3 separate regions of the Zea mays genome follow, and all the other regions are linked to region 2. A link is a contact called in public Hi-C data. All regions are on one chromosome and are shown on one strand. Each heading gives the region's core, a stretch centred on a gene start, on an enhancer-like site or on the middle of the called end of the contact. The rest is flanking DNA. Distances are from core to core; before and after follow the strand shown.

Region 1 (4,142 bases), core at 237-2,736, 850 kb before region 2:
AGGCTCCGCACTCGCTCAAGGTTCCTTGTGCTCACATTCTTTGTCAGTTCGTCAAGCACTGGAGTAGCATGCCTCTCAAGGTCATCAACGCTAAGGTCCAACGATGAGCACACAATCTCGAGCGCGACCTCCAGCACATGGAACTCAAATGGAAACTCATGCTCTGCCCCGGTCGCCTCATTAAGACGGGGCACCTGGCCTCCATGCGAGCCCCCCTGTTTTTCTCCATTGCCATCAGGGGCACATTCACCATTCCCACCCACAAGGCTCCTCAGAGGCAGGTGCTGCCTCAATTGATCAACGAAAGGGAGCACTTCGTGCATGAGAGGGTCCAACAGGAGCACCTCCTCGGCAGTAACTATCGCTCTGATGAATTCGAGGTTGATCACCATTGTCTTCTCCCTAGCTGCAGAATAAATCGTTGTTAATTACTTGTACAATACCAAAGTTTTGCGTCTTCTTGCTTTTATCACCACAAAAGAAGGACCGAATATTAAATAGGGCAGGGAGAAGGGGGTGTGCTCACCGAGGATGCTGGAGGAGCGAGAGAATACGGGACCAAGGATCCGTAGGTCGCGCGAGGGAAGGCCAGCGCGGCGGATTATGGTGGCCTTGTCGAGCTCGACGACCTCGGAGGCACCCCAGCGGTCCAGCCGCATCCACAGGCGCGCGCCGGGCTTCTTCTTGGTGATCTTCCCCGACAAGGCACCCCCGGCGCCCGCGGTGACTGAGAGGGGAGAGGGCGGCTGGGCGGTCTGCCCCGCCGCTGCAGAGTCCGGGGTCGCGGACGGCGAGGCGGCGGTGGGGGAGGCGAGAAGAGCCCTCGTCGCGTTGTCCTGCTTGGAGGGGGAAGGGAGGCGACGCCCGGAGCGATTCCGCTTGGAGGAGGACGAGGAGGATCTGGTGAAGAACGGAAGCTTCCGGCCGCCGGATCGCTTCCCCATGGCGTTGCGGCGGCGGCGTGCCGCGGCACCGGCACGGTCCACGGGGGTGAATGGGTCGGACGGCGGGTTCTGTCGTCGTGGTCGAACTCCAAATCTGTGGTAGACGAGTGGGCCGGTCAGGGCCAACCGCTCGTGAGAGGAAGCCCTAGGATGCTGGTCGGACGGTTGAAATTGCGTGCAGCGTCAACGCGCCAAGTTGCCGCGCTGGCGCTTGCCGCGAAAGAGAGACCACTATCCAGAAGCGAAGATAATATCTTCGTCTTCCCCCTTCTCGCCGATGGCTGCAACACCCACTGCCGCCGTTTTGCTCGCGCGCCCGCTCATCGCACTCTCCAGTGCTTTCACCTCCCCTCATCGTGCGCGGGTGCCGAGCGATCCCTCCTCCATCTCGGTGCCGCCACTGAGGAGTCGATGGTGCCAGTGGCGCGGCCCGCTCCGATCGCTGCCCCCCGAAGGTAAGATGCTTGGTGTGGTGGCGAAGGCTGCGCGCTTCAGCTAGTTTGGCAGTACTCGGTTTCGGTTCACTTGTGTGATGATACCCGTGCGTCTCAGGAGCTCCGGCCGAGCTGATGGAAGAGGACTCCAAGTTTGTGCCGTTGAACGCGGACGATCCCATGTACGGCCCACCGGTGAGTTGCGCCTCGCAGACGCAGTTGTTCTAAATCGTTGCATGCCTGTCATGTGACTACGTGGAAACACTGAAATTACAGTATATCATGCTCTTATATGTGGATTTCAGGCGCTACTGCTCATCGGATTTGAGAAAGGCGAAACTGTCACGGTTAGTGATGTCAATGTGCAGAGCATTAGTATTTTTCTCCATTTTTGCACTATTACATTTAAATGAACCAAAACGCTTCAATGGTGGCGCTCACTGCTCAGTAGTTGTTTTAGGGAAAAAAAAGAAAAAGAAAAAAAGGATACTACCTCCTCCTCCGCCTTGAAAAGGATGCAATTCTAGCTCTGTACTTTTAGTCAAATCATTTAAAGTTTGACGAAATTCATACTTAGTACTGGAATACTCCTATACGACACCAAATAGATATATTGATGATGGATCTAATAATACTTTTTTGATATCATAAATATTGAGAGGTTTTTTTGTATAAACTTGATAAACTCTAGATGTTTCGTATAAACTTGGTCAAACGCTAGAACTGCATTCTTTTCAGGACAGAGGGAGTGATATTTGGTAGTACAGTTGAAAACAATCACACATAGGGCTGTGCTTCGTTAGATTCCACCAAGCACATGGCCTCCCTGTATATCGTGTACCCAAGTTCTAGATACTCTATATGCCCCAGGTGTACTTTTTGGTGCCAAATTTCTCATGTTGTCATGTAGGCATCTGCTCAGAAACCTGAACATTTCATGTTTAAAGAAGTTGTAGAAAAAATATTATGTCTTGCATTTAGTGACATAGGCAGTAGTAAAAAAATTGTGTTGTGCTGCCAGTTCCAACTTATGTGAGTTCCACAATTTGTGCAGATTCAGGCCTTCCTGAAAGAGCTTGAAGGTGAATTCCTCAAGGCAAGTCATGCATCGGCTGTCACTGACATATGCAAGAATGCTCTATCCATATACATGTTGATTAGAGTGATCAAGTCACTTGTTTATTTTTTATTCCATATACTGTCAGCAAACTAGAGCAATCTTTTACAATTTTGCCATTGATAAGTTATTATTCTGCCTAGGTTAGCTGTCAGTTTTCTATGATAGAGAAAATTAGTTCTACTATATGTTTTTTTCTCGAACGAGATGAGCAAATGTTGGAGAATTCTGCTATACGTTATTGCAGATGGTACATGAACTGAAAAAAAATATGTGCACTCTCTAACAAGAAAAAAAGTGAAATAAATTTGAGTTCAATGGACAAGGCTTTACTTTATTCGTGCTGTGTTGTAAAAAATGTCAACAACAGTACACTCACTAAGTCACTAGCAATATAATTCACTTTATACCAGTATTCTTTATATTGCCTTTCTCTTGTTTTTGTCCTTAGTGTGATTGCAATTTTTAGTTGGTAGAAGCAACCCTGAAAGTTCATCAAAGTCTGTTTGATTTTGTTCTTACAACACTTTTAGCTTGACTCAGGTGATCCATTGTACAGAGGAGATGACAAAGCAAACCTTATGGGATGCCATGCACACTGAGCAGCCTGATTTGGAAGCTGTCAAGGTTTGCATCAAAGACGCATATACCTATTTTTTTTAGCCTTTAGTATGCTAGTGCATATACCTGTGCAAAGAATTTAGTTTACGGATATTAAGTGGTATTTTATCCCCTACTCTTAAATTTTTACCTAGAACTCTAGCTATGGCGCATGTCCAATTCACAGATTGCAGGACCACTGCCAAGGATATGCATATTTTCTGGTCTAACTGGCGAGGAGATGATGATGTTCATCAACGCCTTCCCAGAAACCGGTAAGTTAGAGGTGTTAAAGTGTATAAGTGAATTGTTTATCTTTACCTAACTACTTAATATTTTGGGTTGAACAGGTTAGTATGTCCACTCTAATATGATATCAAAGCCTGTCTCGAATTTGAATTATGGAAGAGGCTTTATTTGTATTCTCGTCCCTTTATTTCCACATTTCTCTCTGGCTGCACGTGAGTGAGTAGAGGTGCTAAAGTGTATAATTGGATTGTCTACTTTCATCTAATAGCTTAAATTTTTAGGTTGAACTGGTTACCACTCTAACAAAAAGTTTTTCTTAAATTATGAAATGATGAAATAGATAAGGTGAAACTCTGTAATCAAGTAAATAAACAGAACCTCAACGCTTTAAGCTCAGGTCTCGTAAAACTGACACTTTTTTATTTACTTATTTTTCAGGGCTGGAAGCAGCTGCCTTTGCTGCGCTTGTCCCTAACAGTGCAGAGAAGGTTCTCGGCGAAGTGATCGAGGAAATAATGGGAGACCATGAGATGCTGGTTAGCTCTGTTTTTTTTACTAAGCAACATCATAGTAATCATTCTGTTTTTTCGTGTTCTGAGCTAAGTCCTCCCTTACGCTTTGCAGACAGGAAAGGACTCCAAATGAGAAGAATTTGAAGCACGGACATGCCTATCAAGAAAATTGTCACTTTGCATTCTGATATATGGCATCTAAATCTGATTCAAATTGCCGCAACAGGAAGCTGGGTATGGAAAAAACTGTTCAAGATAGTGTTGCAGAAGAAACATCAGTTTAATT
Region 2 (3,832 bases), core at 180-2,679:
GACCTTCGTCTGAAGATCATTATATTCTAAGTGAAATAATGTTTTGTAGAACGAAGGGCATTAACGTTTAATATTTTGTGTTGCCTTGTTCTTAATTCATAGTATTTGAGAACAAGTCTCCAACACCGGTAGTAATTAAGTTATATTTACAGAGTTTAAGCCTTTTCATGTTTAGCAGCAACACAAAAATTTATGAATCATTAGCCAAGTTACTTATTAAAAAATAATTACTATTGTATATTAATCATTTTTGCGCAAAATAAAGAATGAATCAAATTTTGTGTCGGGTGTGGGTCACCCGCGGGTTGAAATAGAAACCCGCATCCACACCAAGGAAACTTCAAATCAAGTGCGGATTGCACCAGCGGGTCAGAATCTTCACCCGTACTCACACTCGTCAGATTTCAGATTTGTGAGTTAAATTGCCATCCTAGAAGAATTAGAGAAGAAGGGAAAAAGATATAAAAAGAAAGAAATACTAAAAAAAGAAAAGGAAAACAATCCACTGGTGCCTGGCAAACGGAATAGTCGAATAGACATCAACGCATGCAACATGCTTCTCTCTAATCTCTCGCCAAAATAAGAAAAAAAGTATTACTGATAACAGGCCACCATATTAAGGAATAACGTCTAGCAAAAAATTTAACAAGAGTGCTCGGCGGCTCGGCGCGTGATTTCGTCAGGCCGTTCGAACGGGAACATTTCGGCGCCTCGTCTCCGTTCGAACGGCGAGAATATTGCCGCTATACCTCCGCCGCAAGGATCGGAGGCTTTGGGTAAAAATGACGGGCAGGGCATCCTATGTTCAGAAAATCGCTGTCTCAGAAGTCAGAGTCTTTATGGATGAAAACTCTTTGGTTTTGCTGTCTAATATCTGTATCTTTCGTATTGGGCCGTATTGTATGCTGGGCTGCATCGTAGCCGACGCCGCGGCCTACGTGACACCGCACATCAGGAAGACTGCTAGTCCAAAGCCACTGCAAAATTTAACGGAAACTCACGGGCTCCACTCCATGAGACTAACTGCAAGTCTGCAACGCAGCCCCTACGCAGGCTCCTCCCCTTGCATGCCGCCTATAGGCACTCTACGACCGCAGCGGTGCCCCCTACAGCGTCCATATGCGTCGGCCCTCTTCTCTCTCCCCCAGATCTAGCGTGTCACTGTTCATCACTCTAAACACTATGCTGTGTGTCCACGAGTAATTGTTAGTAAAAAAAATTGATAATTGATATAGAAAATAATATTTTATAGTTGTAGTGGAGTATAGGGGAGTATTTAGGGGAAACCGCTGCGGGAGATTAAAAAATAGGAGAAAAAATAGAGGGAAAAATGATATTGAGGAAAAAATTTAGAGGTAACGGTTGCGAATAGCCTGACAACTGAACTGACACTTCCCTTTCCCAACCACTTCCTCGGGGGCCCACCACAACATATCCCCCAATTCCCCCTTCCCCTCCAACGGCCAACGGCTGCTCCTCCTCCTCTCAGGCTCTCACACCAATCCCCACTCTCCCTCCTTCCGTAATTGCGTCTCTCACCACCTCGGCAACTCCAATCCCAAACGGCCACACCCTAGCTGGTCTGGTGGCATCGGCCGGCACACGGCGATGCCTGCCACGGTCTTCGCCTCCCCCTCCATCGCCGCGTCGCCGTCGCCGTCGCTGTCTCCGTGGTCCCCACGTCCGCCTCCTCGTCGCGTCCACGTCCGTGTCCGCGTCCGCCCGCCCCCGCCGAGAAGCGGAAGCAGCGGGGGCGACGAGCCCTCTACTGCCACCCCGTGGGCGAGCCCCGACTGGCTCACGTCTCTCTCGCGCGCGGTCGGCCGGAGCGGCGGCGACGACTCGGGGATCCCCGTCGCGTCCGCCAAGCTCGATGATGTGCGGGACCTCCTCGGCGGCGCGCTCTTCCTGCCGCTCTTCAAGTGGTTCCGCGAGGAAGGGCCCGTGTACCGCCTTGCCGCGGGGCCACAGGACTTTGTCATCGTCAGCGACCCCGCCGTCGCCAGGCACGTGCTGCGTGGGTACGGCTCGCGCTACGCTAAGGGACTAGTCGCTGAAGTCTCCGAGTTCCTCTTCGGCTCCGGCTTCGCCATCGCAGAAGGCGACTTATGGACGGTGCGTTCTCTGTCTCTCTTCCTGCTCTATGCTTAGTTCAGTGACTTTCTTAGTTACTTACTAGTTAGTTGCCCGTGCGTTGCAACGGTATTTATATATCATATTTGACCGATCTATCTTTTGTATAACACAAAGAAACATGAGCTACAGAGGTAGAGGATGGGCACTCTGATCCAAACGACCACGATTTGATCCTAGCATCCTCCATTTTTTCAACAAAAATCACGCTTTAAAGGTATAGAGAGAGATAGTTGTTTCCTCAGTCTACACACACTCGATAAATCAGCCACTTGTTCAATACGAGAAGACCCCAAAAGAGGGTTGTCATCCTTCAAGCGAGCAACTGAAAAGAAACAGAGACATGTCGTCAGCAGCGAAAAAACAAGAAATAATTAAATTGGAAAGCATGGATATATATACCATAGCGTGCAATAGCATTACTCTAAAAAACATGGCCATTAGAGCAACTCCAAAAGTTCCCTTAAAAATTGTTCGCCAAAACTTGTGATTGGGGGCTGTTAGAAAAAAATTCCTAAAAAGATGTAAACCTACACCAGAATGTTAATAACTTCCCTGAAAATTTTTAAAACTAAAAACTGGGCTACAACAAGCTGTATTGGGCCACCGAAGGCTGTTCGGCTGACTCATTTCCCCAGCCCCTCCCCTTCTGTTGATTCAGTATCAGACAATAGGGATACAGGTACAAATGAACACACATGTTGCTAGGAAAACAAATGATAAGTGATTCTACAGATGCTTAAAGGTTGCCAGGAACACACAAGTTTCCAGGGAACACCTTATCAACAGTTCTAGCTGACGTTGAGTTAGCTCTAGCTCATCCTTCTATAGAACTTATATGCATTTTATCTATCTTCCCCTTTGTGTTGTAAGGGAAAAAAGAATTGTTCTTCCCATTAACGTAACAAAACAATTCTCAGGGCACAACTTAGTTGAAGGTTGAGATAAAGAACTGCATACTGTTGGCTGTGTGCTCCATTGCTACAGAAGAGAACACGGAAAGGTCCAGTTAGTTTCGATTCAAAGCCGACAATTAGGTTTTGGGATGCATTTTGGTCGCCTCTTGGAGGTGCTCTTAGGAGTCTCCAGAACAGGAACCTGAAGATAAATTGTTAGTTCGTGAACCAAAAGTATTCAAAGATCCTAAAAGAACTTGCTGATTTTAACGATTCTTAGAAAAAACTAATCAGAATTATTATCAATATGGTTGCTCAGACAGTCCCTACCGTTGTCATAATCAACCTTCTCACCTTTCATGGTTAAAAAATATAAATTCCCCCAAAACAAAAAATGTGCACATGAATCCACACTTTTACCCCACCCGAAAGAACCCAAAAGAGCAAAACTGAAAAAACAATAACCATAGACATAGCAATATGATGCCTGTCTTATTATTGTTCATGATAGCATTCCCGACGAGGTCCAGAACCTGTTCACAAAAGGAAACAAAGTGAATCGACACTCGAGAATTAATATCCCAAATTTGAACAATGGAAAGAGATCTGACTTTTCAGATCATCGATGGATAAGAGAGTTGGTCAAGTGAGAGTAGTTATCTCTAGAATTATTACCACAAATCATTGGATTTCCGGCCATGCTATATAGACAAACAATAAAATCAAAGTGTGACTACACAAACAGCAATCCTCTGCACGCGTACAAAACGCACCACACTTGCAAGCAAAACTCTATGGCATGG
Region 3 (4,172 bases), core at 334-2,833, 660 kb before region 2:
AATAGAGTTACTATTTTCAATTGTTTTCACTTGTCTCTGGCCATACTTCACTAGTTCACTGCAGAATAGAGTATTATATCAGTATCATTGGTATGCATTATATAATTTTATCTGGTCGTTACTAGCTTACTGCTACAGTGCTACTCTCATTTGTTCTTGGTTAACCTATCTGACTGAGTTCTTGCTCTGCTAAATTGTTCAGAAAATCGTTACTCTATGTCTATTCTACATTTTTCCGAGTACTAGTTATTTTCATGCTGTACTAGTATATTATTTTTAAAATGTATGGTGATCAGATTAATTTGAGGTTTTTCCCTGTGATATTAAGTCCATTTTATTTGGATAAATATCCTAGTGTCTAGTGCTACTGCTAAATTGATACTTTCAGAGTTTTTGTAATTTAGTAATTCTCAATTTTAGCAGAAATTTTCCGTGGACAGTATTCTGGAAGAACTTAACACAGAGCTATTTATCCATATATGTTCAGCGGTCAAGCAAAACTTTGTTTTTCACTTTTCCGAGTACAAGGAAAAAAACATGTTTTCATCCAGCATTCTTTTTTTATGTACTGATATAGCACCGATTAAATTTTCTATTTGAGGAGGACTGATTTAATATTGCTTAGGCCCCAAAACGAAATCGTCTTGAAATCCTTTATTGTTAGTATCTCAATAGTGGTGTGCTCTTTGCAAAACGCAATTCGTGAAGTTTTCAGTGATCATTATTTTTACTCTAACAAATGCTTTATTTATCTTCGTTTTTGCAGTTCAGTGTTCCTTAGTGACCACTTTTGATGGATTCATTTGTGCTCTCAGTCTCTCACAGTGCAGATGCTGCTTCATAGCCCACCTCTCAGCTTCAGCGGGAGAGCAAGTTTGGTATATTGACCAAGTTACTGAGTGTTGGGCCTAACTAGACACAAATTTCTAGTGTATTACTGAGTCAAAGTTGTCTCTGTATACGTGATACTCGCTCAGTATCTTATTATGCAAGAGAAATAATATATCTTGTTTACTACACTGATTTTATCATGTACATAGTCAAATGGTCTAAAACTTGCCTCAGCCATGAGCCAAATATTGAAATACATGCAAATCCATAACAATCGAAACCTATCCCAAATTGGCAATCAAACAAAATGGATTATGTCCTTCCAGGCAGGAGGGGTTTGGGTGGTGGGAGAGGGATCGCCCAACCCCCCTCTGGATTGATTCTCCTGTAGAATGTATTGTATTTGTACCCCTAACTTGTTTAACAAAACCTAGAGAGACATGGTACACAAGATATTTTTTGCAAAAAGTTCGAAGTTTTCAGGCACCGAATAGACAAATGCATTCAGATTTAAGTTAGGGTTTAGGTGCTCCGTTTCACACAGCGGGAACGGAAGAGAAGGGTAAGAATACCTGGCGGGTGCTCGTCGCCCGGCGAATAGACTGACGAAGATGAAGGGCCCGTCCCTCGGGACCTGGCGTAGCCGCCTAGGGCGTCGGCGTCGGGGGGTGAGGGTGAGGGGGCGGGGGCGGTACTCCACACAGTCGTCGCAACGAGAGAGAGAACGAGGGGGACGGGGTGAACGGAATGGATTCGGGACGGGGCATGCGGCGGTAGCCCAGTCCGAGGGTTCGGCTCGGCCGACGGACACGGAGAGCTCACCACGGCCCACGGGCCTTGTCCTGGGCCGTTTCGCGTTTTCTTTTTTAGCAATTTCTCTTTTTCTGATCTCTTTTTAATTTCTATTCTTCTTGATTCTGTGTTTATTATCTTAGTATGACATTTCAAAATGTTCCAGTGTCTAGTGATACATTGGTTTCAAATAAAACAAACAAAAAATATATTTAATAGTGCATTATAAATAAGCAAACGGAACATTTTTATTTTATATTTATTAAGGTTGAACCTTTTATCAAATCTCGAAAACATTTTCGATTGAATGTAGAAAAGGTTTATCCGTAACTAGAAATAGTATTTTGTGCTTGATAATTTACAAGTTAATGACTAATATTACCTTCGTTTTCGAATATTTGTCTCGCTAGTTTATTTTTGAACTAAACGACGACAAATAAAAAAACGGAGAGAGTACTTCGGTACTAAATATGGAACGGCGGGTTCCCGTAAAACAAGAATATAGTTATGGTAATTACCACATATAGACTTTTTTGAGTGGTTACTTTAGAATATGAATGATTATGACTCCACTTAACTCGAGCTTGATTCATCGCACTTAGCTTCATGACATTAATATGAATGATTATGACTCCACTTAACTCGAGCTTGATTCATCGCACTTAGCTTCATGACATTATCTTATATTCTTCATATGTGAGCCAAATCTTTGAATACTTAAACCAACTCTTCACACATTCGGATGGTCATAGAATGTTTCCATCTTTTGTCTCTTGGTTTGAAGTCTGCAAAGGAAGCTAATCTTGCTTGTTGTCGAAGTACGAATTGATACTAACCACATCTGTATTTTGTCTTTTCACCGAAGATTGTGCATTTTACAGTTGATGCCTGGTTGTATTAGGCAGGCTGTCAGGGGTTGCATCCAGTTAGCTAGGAGTGCTTGTTTGGTTTCATGTGTAAAATTTCCTACATAGCACGATGCCTTGTTTGTTTGGTTCCCTGCATAACAGAATGTGGTCTACTATTGTACAGTGGTGGTGAGTTTACCAACCACAAGTCGTTCAAGGTTCAAAACACAAGCAAGTATTATTTCACCACATGGATGATCATGTTAATAGTGGCACAATTAATCATACACAAAGCAGACTTCTCTTGATTACTAGTGCCATAATTGTTCTACAACAATAAGTACTTATTTCTAATTAAAAGTGACATACAAGGCCTCACTTAATGTTCGCACCCTCACTTAATTAAAAAGGGACATGTATAGTGAGGTGTGGTTACATCAGTAAATAAAGGAGCAAAAGAATGACACTATGACAGTACTCTGAACAATGATAACTATATCCTTCCAACTACACAAACCATCTCTTGATTACTAGGCGGTGTAGCAACATGCTTGTAGTAATGTTTTCCAAGTTCATCACTTCGACTATGCATATATGAATTGAATGCAATTCTTGCTTCATGCTCACTAGCATACTTTAGGAATGCGGCCTTCCATAACCCACATTTTGGTCATTACAAGTGGCCCAATCATTGTAAACCCCATGTTTTCTTCCTTGAAATAAATACCACATAGTATGCCGAACAACTGTAGTCCTCTTTGCACTGCTAAAGGCAGGCACAAGTGCTAGTGCAGACTACCAAACAATCCTAGTTGCACATCCATAGCCTACATAATAGACTGGATAGCCTACCAAACACCCCATAGTGACCAAGATTAATACATTTCTTACTTCGCTATGATGACATCAGGATGATAGGGTGCGTTTCTCTACGGCCGTTCTTGCTCTATGCTTGTGGATCATGGGTGGATATTGTGTTTGTTGGTTTGTCTGTTGTTTGTTCTTTTGGGACAATTCTCCGTATGTCACTGAAATTCTATCTAGTACTCTATTTGTCATCATAAATATTAATATATCATAATATCTTCTACATTATTCGGTTCCATCCCCAGTGGCATAGAAGAGATTATGACATGCATTTTTTTATCCTTCTATGTCACTGACGATGGCATGAAAAGGGTACAAAATTACACCTGAGTAGCATAGAAGGAATTAGGATATTTACAATAGTAAATAAGATACTGGATGTAATTAATGTGGTATACAAAGAATTTTCTCTTGTTCTTTTATCATGCGATTATGCATTATCATAATTTAACAATTGTGGAAGCATGGTAGGCCTCAAAGCACTGATGTAGATTCTTCATTACATGGTCATATGAAGCTGACATTTGCACAAACAAAGAGTGGAATACAACCAATAATTTTTCATGTATATAGCGGTCATGGAGTCTTTAAGCAAATCATGTAGCTTTTTACGAATGGCTTAGAGCAACTCCAACGGAAAAATGTAAACCAACCCAAAACAAATATTAGGGAAGAAAAAATATTTTTCTTGCTCCAACAGCTTCCTCATTCTTTCTCCAAAAAACCATTGTCCCTCATCCGCTTGCTCTCATCCCTCATATTTTCGCGTGATTTATACCTCCCAATCCGTCCGGCGTTGCGTGTGCATGTTGGACCCCGCATTTTTTTATTTTG

What was found. Hi-C and Micro-C count contacts between places; a contact is called where the count stands out from the background.
Region 1: a Hi-C map of ear shows a contact between it and region 2, with 1.9 times the contacts expected there. The contact joins the promoter of LOC103637617 here to the promoter of LOC103637620 in region 2. A contact is called at or near these places in 2 of 25 Hi-C or Micro-C datasets (ear and tassel).
Region 3: a Hi-C map of ear shows a contact between it and region 2, with 6 times the contacts expected there. The contact joins the promoter of LOC100282947 here to the promoter of LOC103637620 in region 2. A contact is called at or near these places in 2 of 25 Hi-C or Micro-C datasets (ear and tassel).

Annotation. Positions count from the first base shown.
Region 1 is chr1:87,024,876-87,029,017 of Zm-B73-REFERENCE-NAM-5.0, forward strand. It overlaps LOC103637617 (putative magnesium transporter MRS2-G), which reads right to left and starts at 1,487. Exons shown (of 4, transcript XM_008659876.3): 1 at 527-1,487; 2 at 1-406. The coding sequence starts at 944. LOC100278262 reads left to right here and starts at 1,194. Exons shown (of 8, transcript NM_001151594.1): 1 at 1,194-1,399; 2 at 1,497-1,573; 3 at 1,684-1,725; 4 at 2,433-2,474; 5 at 3,039-3,122; 6 at 3,283-3,370; 7 at 3,783-3,880; 8 at 3,969-4,142. The coding sequence starts at 1,222. The coding sequence ends at 3,989.
Region 2 is chr1:87,879,602-87,883,433 of Zm-B73-REFERENCE-NAM-5.0, forward strand. LOC103637620 (carotene epsilon-monooxygenase, chloroplastic) reads left to right here and starts at 1,430. Exons shown (of 10, transcript XM_008659899.4): 1 at 1,430-2,115. The coding sequence starts at 1,609.
Region 3 is chr1:87,219,010-87,223,181 of Zm-B73-REFERENCE-NAM-5.0, forward strand. It overlaps LOC100282947 (DNA-binding protein HEXBP), which reads right to left and starts at 1,584. Exons shown (of 4, transcript NM_001155852.1): 1 at 1,404-1,584.